Linked DNA regions of Mus musculus: region 2 is linked to region 1. A link is a contact called in public Hi-C data. All regions are on one chromosome and are shown on one strand. Each heading gives the region's core, a stretch centred on a gene start, on an enhancer-like site or on the middle of the called end of the contact. The rest is flanking DNA. Distances are from core to core; before and after follow the strand shown.

Evidence for each region. Hi-C and Micro-C count contacts between places; a contact is called where the count stands out from the background.
Region 2: a contact with region 1 is called in a Hi-C map of cerebellum, with 2.3 times the contacts expected there. The contact joins two enhancer-like sites. A contact is called at or near these places in 3 of 484 Hi-C or Micro-C datasets (cerebellum, cerebral cortex and cortical neurons).

The regions. Positions count from the first base shown.
Region 1 is chr13:58,637,568-58,641,375 of GRCm38.p6, forward strand. No RefSeq gene overlaps it. Among named protein-coding and RNA genes, the nearest start is that of Slc28a3, 29 kb to the left of the region's middle. Within about 2 kb of position 1,589, at least 13 of the 459 cell types and tissues checked have an H3K27ac peak or open chromatin away from gene starts, as enhancers often do. A contact at or near this core is called in cerebellum, where this site is marked.
Region 2 is chr13:58,864,335-58,868,142 of GRCm38.p6, forward strand. The region is part of intron 9 of Ntrk2 (neurotrophic tyrosine kinase, receptor, type 2); the gene reads left to right. Among named protein-coding and RNA genes, the nearest start is that of Ntrk2, 59 kb to the left of the region's middle. Within about 2 kb of position 2,032, at least 7 of the 459 cell types and tissues checked have an H3K27ac peak or open chromatin away from gene starts, as enhancers often do. A contact at or near this core is called in cerebellum, where this site is marked.

The DNA of each region.
Region 1 (3,808 bases), core at 339-2,838:
GGGCGCCGGACTCCACTACAGTGAAACCTCTTCTGGGAATGTTTTTGGACCATCCCTCAAGTTTCAATTTATGGATATTAGACAAAGATGCAAAATAAGACCCTGAGTGGAAAATAATGGCTGTAACTGATACCTTCTGGCTCCTGATTGTCTTCTTTCCTCCTTACAGTCAAGAGTCAGAGGGAGAAGCCGGGCTCTTGGGGACTGCATACTATGTGAAAGCCCAGGAGGGAAAAGCAAAATTGTATCAACAGGGCAAGCATGCTCAGAAAGGGCGTGAGGCCCCAGAGCCCAAGCAAGTAACCTGCACTGTGGACAGCTGGGGGGATTAATCATAGCCACCTGAATGAGGCTCTGATCTTTTGCAGGTAGCTCCCCAAGGGCAGTTATGAATACAGTCACAAATAACAAACTTACTTTAAATGTTAATGAGATTTTATTTATTTATTTATTTATTTATTTATTTATTTATTATAACTTGATTGTGTGGTTCTCAAGTGTGAATTTCTCAATGATAATGCTATGTGGTTATGCAGTCTCAGAGACAAGACCAGCCACCCAGCCAGGAGTGGTGGTGCACACTTTTAATTCCAATACTCTGGAGGCAGATGTAGGAGGATCTTTGTGAATACCAGATCAGCCAGAGATACACAGGGAGAAGAACATGTCTCCAAAGGAGAAAAAAAGTGTATATATAAAAAGTATATATCTTTAGGATACATATGTGTGTGTGTATATATATATATTTTTTTCTTTAAATGAATTTTGTGTGCCCCTGAGCCACATTCCCAAGATACACATGATGTATATGCAAACATTCTAAACGCAGAAAGGAAGAAAGAAAGAAAGAAAGAAAGAAAGAAAGAAAGGAAGGAAGGAAGAAAGAAAGGAAGAAAAGCATGCTGGTCCCAAAAACTTCAGATAAAGGTTACTCCACCCTCTGGAGTCTGGGTGGAGATCTCTAAGCTCATGTCTCCCCAGTCCTGGGCAGGATAAAGATGGCTGTGTGTGGTTTCCTTAGACTGAGCTGTGGTACCCAAGCTGACTGGAAACTGGAAATAGAGGCTTGTCACCATCTACCTATTGCTCATGCTCACATTTCTCCAGGCTTGTCTCAAAGATGTCTTTTTATGTTTTGTTTTATGTCTAGACTTTGATGTCATTTCCTGATTTCTCCCAATGCAGGCAGCTGCAGAAGTGTCCTGATGGGATTGGGCATTTAAACATAGCAGGAGACAGGTTTCTCTCTTTTTAAAGCACCAAACAAATACCAAGCCTGAGAAGCAGAACAATAGAAATCCTTATAGATCTTGAGCTGGAGAGTCCTGAAGGATACTTAGTTACTGTTTCCAGTAATGAACAAGACAATTATACCGTTTCCGCAGACTCTGCTGTGGTCCCCTAGGGAGGCTGCAGATTGAGACTAAATGTTCATTAGTTCTCTGGTGCTTGGGCTTAGGCCAGGGTCCTCCAGCAATGAAAAGCAGAAAGGAGTTCTTGTGGACCCAGTTCCACTACTGTCTCTGCAGCCCTATTCACTGTGTCCATGTCGTGGGCTGCTCATGGATGCTCCAGCAGATGGCGCATACTTATGAACAGTCCAATTTTCTTCCTAATGGGCTCATGCCAGCTCTGCTTGCTGACACGGCACACAATTTAACAGAGCATTAGAGATGGAGTTATTGGACTGGTGAGATTGCCACCTGGCCTGATGACCTGAATTCTACCCCTGAGACGCACATGATAGAATAAAAGCACTGACCCTGACAGTTGTCCCTTGACCTCCACAGATGTGCCACGTCATCCACGCACACACTCACACGCTCATGTGTGTGTGCACATACACACTCATAACAAATTAATGTAAAAATGAATGGTGCCACATTCACTATTTTTAGAAAGGATTTATTTTTATTTTATGTGTATGAATGCTTTGCCTGCCTGTATCTGTAGCTCATGCATGCAGTACCCATGTATACCAGAAAAGGGCATCAGATACAACCCTGAAGTTGCAGATGGTTGCCTGCCAGCTGCGGCGTGGGTGCTCAGAACCCTGTAGGAGCAGTCAGCGTCTCAGATTATAGAGTTGATGTCTTTCCCCCTTTGTTGCTTCTCTGTAGCAGGGGAGGGTTCACAAGCACGGAGTCCATCATTTGGGTGACGTCTAGATTGAAGGTCAAATTGTAAAAAGCCAGGCATTAGCAGTGCGCAGGTAGGCTCCTTCTAGAATGAAGTTCAAAGGTGCTTTCGATTAGAAAGTACAGTGCCTGGGGCTGGCGAGATGGCTTAGCAAGTAAGAGCACTGACTGCTCTTCCAAAGGTTCCGAGTTCAAATCCCAGCAGCCACGTGGGGGCTCACAACTATGGTCCATCAGTTGTAATTTCTGAAACTGCTGATAATTCTGGGGGGGGGGTCTTCGTTGAAATGTGCGTATAGGGTGTGTGAATGTATATTGGGGTATATGGCACATTTATGTGCTTTTTCTTTCTTCTCCCTTCCTTCCTTCCTTCCTTCCTTCCTTCCTTCCTTCCTTCCTTCCTTCCTTCCTTCCTTCCTTCCTTGTTTATTTATTATATGGAAGTATACTGTAGCTGTCTTCAGATACCCCAGAAGAGGGCGTTAGATCTCATTACAGATGGTCGTGAGTCACAATGCCGGTGCTGGGATTTGAACTCAGGACCTCTGAAAGAGCAGCCAGTGCTCTTAACCACTGAGCCATCTCTCCAGCCCTGGTTCCTTTCTTTATAGATCTGTGAACGTTTTGAGATGTTTTAAACATAAAGGAGAGGTTTTAAAAACTTGCAGTCTGCATGCCTCCTCTCTCCAGTTTAGTGTTCTCTTTAGAATAATTCTGAGCTTTCATTTTGAGAGAGAGAGAGAGAGAGAGAGAGAGAGAGAGAGAGAATCTTAAATGTTGTTGGCAGCGCTGCAGCTGCCGGTGGCCACTGGAGGGCGCAGTTGAACACAAATTGTTTTCCATCCCCCCCCACCCAACTGTGGCCTCAACCCGGGCCACAGGCTAGTCTACCTACACAGCAGCAGCCTGACAAAGGAAGGTCTCTGGGTCTCACTCGGTAAAGGGAGGTCCTGGGTGGGTTCTTGGGAGTATTTCTCGGATGTTCTCCTTCAGGTTGGCCCCAACAGTGGCTCAGGAGTCTCCATTAAATCTCTTGCTCTTGAGGTCCGTAAGCACAGATCTCTCTCGTCTCTCTCATCTCTCTCTCTTGTCTCTCTGATATCTCTCTCTCCTTCCCTAACCCCTTCCTCCCTCCTACACACACACACACACACACACACACACACACACACACACACACACACATTATCTTTCTCTGATACTATGGGACACGCAGGTGTGTTAACATCATAATTTTGTCGCGTTGGTTCTCTTTACCTCTATGTGGTGTCTGGGGACCTGACTCAGGTCTATGGGTTTACGCAGCAAGCACCTTTTACACGAGGAGCCAACTTGGCGGCCCACACCCTCTTCTTGAAGTAGTATTGTGAGCATTCTTCCTGGTGGATTCTTTTTTGTTCTAAAGTGAAAGTTTGATTGCTTCCTAAGGGAGAGACAGGCACATGTTCCTGTGTGGAGTTACCCACCACCATCCGGTCCTGTCTGTGTAGAATGGATGTTAGTAGTAGCAGGAAGGTAGAGACAATATGTCGGGGAAGATGTTTAAACCTTAATGTATGAGATGTCATTTCTCAGAAGCTATCAGTAGACTTATGTGTATTCTTAAGTCAGTGGGCTATGGGGCGATCTTTGCAGCTCTCCGAACATCTAGTCTCCTGAGCAGTCTTACA
Region 2 (3,808 bases), core at 782-3,281, 230 kb after region 1:
GTCAAGCTTGACCTTTGCCCTTCCATTTGTTTGCATTTCTGCTGCCATCATGGGGTGGCTGGCGAAGGTGGGCTCTCGCTAGTCTTTGTGGTGAGAGTTAATCCCGTTTCACTGGTGGTATTTTTGATGACTATAAGGGAAGGGTGGGAAGAAGTCTGAATCACAGCCTGAGAGTCCCGTTCATCACGATGTCGATAGCTTTCCTACACAGAGTGAGCATGGCCGTCCTGATGTCCCTTAGTGGTGTGTACCTCACTCAAGCTTAGCTTTCTCGGGATGCTTTAGGGCGCAGGGAATGAAGAAGACCGAGAGAAGTCAAAATACAAACAAAAACAGCCCAAAATTCTCTGTACTAATGATTTGCAAAGCTTGAATCAGACCACCTGGGCAGTCTGTGTTCTTATCCCAAGTTCTGAACATGAGAAACCATTGCCCGGTGTCAGACACTGCTTTTTCCAGAGCAGGGAGGGACAGCTGGAGGAACAGCTATGGCACTCTGGCCCAGTGCACCACGTATAAGATCTGAGGGCGTGAGGTCGGAACCAGAGAGACCCAACAACCCAAGGTCCCCATACAATGTCTTTAGACCATGGTCACTGACTCCAGGGACCCACCCAGGGTGATGTGTGGAGTGATAACTGCTATCTGATCCTTAGGCGTCCACAAGACTAGTGCCTTCCACAGATATTAGCTTCTGGAGACCTGGGCTGGTTTAGGAAAGGGAGAAAAACCCTTTCCCAGGCTCCAGGCACTGCACTCTGCCATCTTGGATCCAGCCTTTCAGAAGTGAACCTCGCTTCCCTATGTAAGCTTTCTAGAATCTTCCCTTTAAGGAGGTCATATAGCCATTGTGTATTTCTTAGAAAGGGTGGGTGAGGATGAACTCCTTCTGATGTCTAAAGTTGTTCCCTTTCTCTACTCCTTTTTGGAGTGGCGCACAGGTAGATGTCATATGTCACAGACATGTCATTGTAAGCAGAACCAACCTCATGGTTTTGTATTATCATTTGCAGCAAAATATGCAGAGATATTTTGCTCTCAGTATTTGGGTACCTAGTGATTGCTTTGTTTTATTGAAGAATTCTTGTGCGTGATTCCCACTTTTGACTCCAGTAAAATGTTGCAAGGTGTAAACCAGGATTTCCTTATCCTTCCTTTGTGCACTAAACCTTTGAGGGCCCTGCTGAACTGTGGGTGCGAGGTAAAGGATTCGGGAAGAGGCCCATGATCCTAAGTAGCTAGTGAGCTCCTGACATGGCTGGTTCATGGACCACTCTTTGAGTGGAGAGGATGTTTTGTAAGGATCGATTAGAGGAACTATTCAAACATTCTTCCAGAGCACTCCACTAGGTCCTCAAGGATAGCAGATCGTAGTAACAATTAAAGTGCAGACTAGACCGTGCTCTGACAGGCATTCTTCTTGGGTTTGGCAACAAGTAGAATGGATTTGGTAGATGGTTATAAAGGTTTTAGAAAGGGAAGGAGATGGAGACCATGGCCACATACACACACATCTACAGCACGGGGTCAGCAGAGGGGTCTCCAGTGGCTGTGGTGTATCCTATTCAGCTTACAGGCCTGAAATAAAGATGAACTAGATCCCCCAGTGGCTCTTGCTGGAATTCAATCCTACATGCAGAAAAGCTCTCCACAAGCAGGCAGATGTTCATGGTGACAGTCGTGAGACCAGAAGCAAGCATGGGCTTCTTTTTCAGGGAGGCCCTGAAATGATCACTAAGAGCTGAAAAATAAACTAGTTTTTTGCCACAAGGCAGGGATTTGGACCTGTCATGACTAGCTTCTGACCAAATAGAGCAAATTTGGAGAACTCTAAGGGCCAGATGTTTCTTAAGCGTGAGCACTCTGACTGGGGTCAGATGGTCCCATCCACGTCAGCACACCAGCAATTCAATATGTCCGCCTTGGAGCAGACCGACAAGAACTCGATGATGACACTCTTATTTTGAAGCTTGTGATTCTTTAGGCGTTGCAGAGAGTGTCTCTCTGGCCCACTCATCCAGGAAGACTGTCACAGCTCCAGGATGCTCATTCACACAGCAGTGGGAGTTGGTGACTTCTGCTCCCTTATTCAGAAGCAGTTGTCTCCTATGCAAAAACTCGCGTCAGGGACAAACTATAAATATCGGAAGTGTTTTCCCACAGTTTCTCCCAGTGCTGTTTTGTCAAAAGATTCATGATGTGGGGTGAACTGGCGCTCTCTCTGCTGCACTTAGAAAGGCCCCAAAGTAGCAGATCTAGGGACGGAGTGTTCAAGTCAAGGAACACAGCGAGAGTAAATTTCTCCTGGAGTTCCACAGAAGAGTAGAATGTGAAGCCCATGCTGTTTCAATCACCAGGACCTGTTCCTTGTCCTGGGGCTAAAACTACAGAGCCATAGATTCTTTCTTGCCTTGAGAAACCAAGGAGAAGATGGTTTGGGCACAAGCCTTAGATAACCAGAGTAATTAAGATTCATCCTTACAGTTCTTCTAATCTCCAGAGTACTAAGGTTAATTGGTTACACCTTCCTCGCTCATCCTTGGGAAGACTCCATTCTAACAGGAAAGAAGAGACTCAAAGCTCTCAGCAAATTGGTGGCTGTCAGACTCTGGGCTTAGTCTCCTCGTCCCCCTCCGAGGGGGCAGCCTGGCCAGCAGAGGCTGCTGGCCACATGTCAGAAGCATGCTGATCCAAAGCCAGGACTGTCCACTAGAGAAGAAGGAATATGCAATTTGCTCTTCCTACTGCAAGGGTTTCTTTGGGATCGTTTTAAAGATCCTGGAATCTGCAAGATAACACTGAAGGAAAAGACTAGTTTGAGGAGTATTTGAGGGGTTGGAGGCTAGAGGATGGCTCAGCAAGCAGGTCAGTCCTCAGCACCTACAGTGTGGCTCACAACCATCTGTCATGCCAGTTTCAGGGGATACGAGGCTCTCCTCTCACCTCCTCAAGCACCATGGGTGAGGTGCACAGACATGCATGTAGGGCAAACAGTAAGACACGTAAAATAAATCAATCTTAGAAATTAAGACATTAGCGAGCTTAAAAAAAAAAAAAAAAAGAAAGAGACACGTCTCCCCACCCCCACCATTGCTTTTCTCTTGGCGGCAAACCATGACTGTGTCCGTGCCACCTCTGTTTGCCTTGTGTTATTCTCTTACCCTCTGACTGTGTCTCTACGGAGCTCTTCTTGCAGCTTAACAGGTCATCATAATCTATTCAGGCTGATCTCCAGAAGTGCAAAGATTTGCCCATGAGGCGTGGTTGATACTGGAAGTTAAGATTGAGCTGAGAGTGCTGGTGTGCACACCTGTAATTCTAGTGTTGAGAGCCGGAGGTTGTAGGGTCACCGCAAGTGTGAAGCCAGCCTGGGTGAGACCCTTCTTCAAAAACAAAGCAAAGCAAAGCAAAGCAAACAACAAGAGCAGAAACCCAAAGGGGGAAATGATAATCTAAAGGAGAAAGAGAGAGAGAGAGAGAGAGAGAGAGAGAGAGTGAGAAAGAGAGAGAGACAGACAGACAGACAGAGAGAGACAGAGACAGAGAGAGAGAGACAGAGAGAGAGACAGAGATAGACAGAGAGGTTATTTAATGTGGAATGGAGGTGTTGGTAAGAACTTTAGGTTGGTAGTGTCCAGAAAACAAAACAGTGCTTTGTTCTTTGCCACTGGCTGGCCTCTCGCCTAAGTGCTGTCTCCTGGGGGTAAAGCCACCTGCAGATTACTTTGGGGCTTTGCTGGAGTGCGTGCTAGCCGTGTGCCATCTGTGTGAGTGCTAGCTGTGTGCCTTCTGTGGCTTCAATACAACT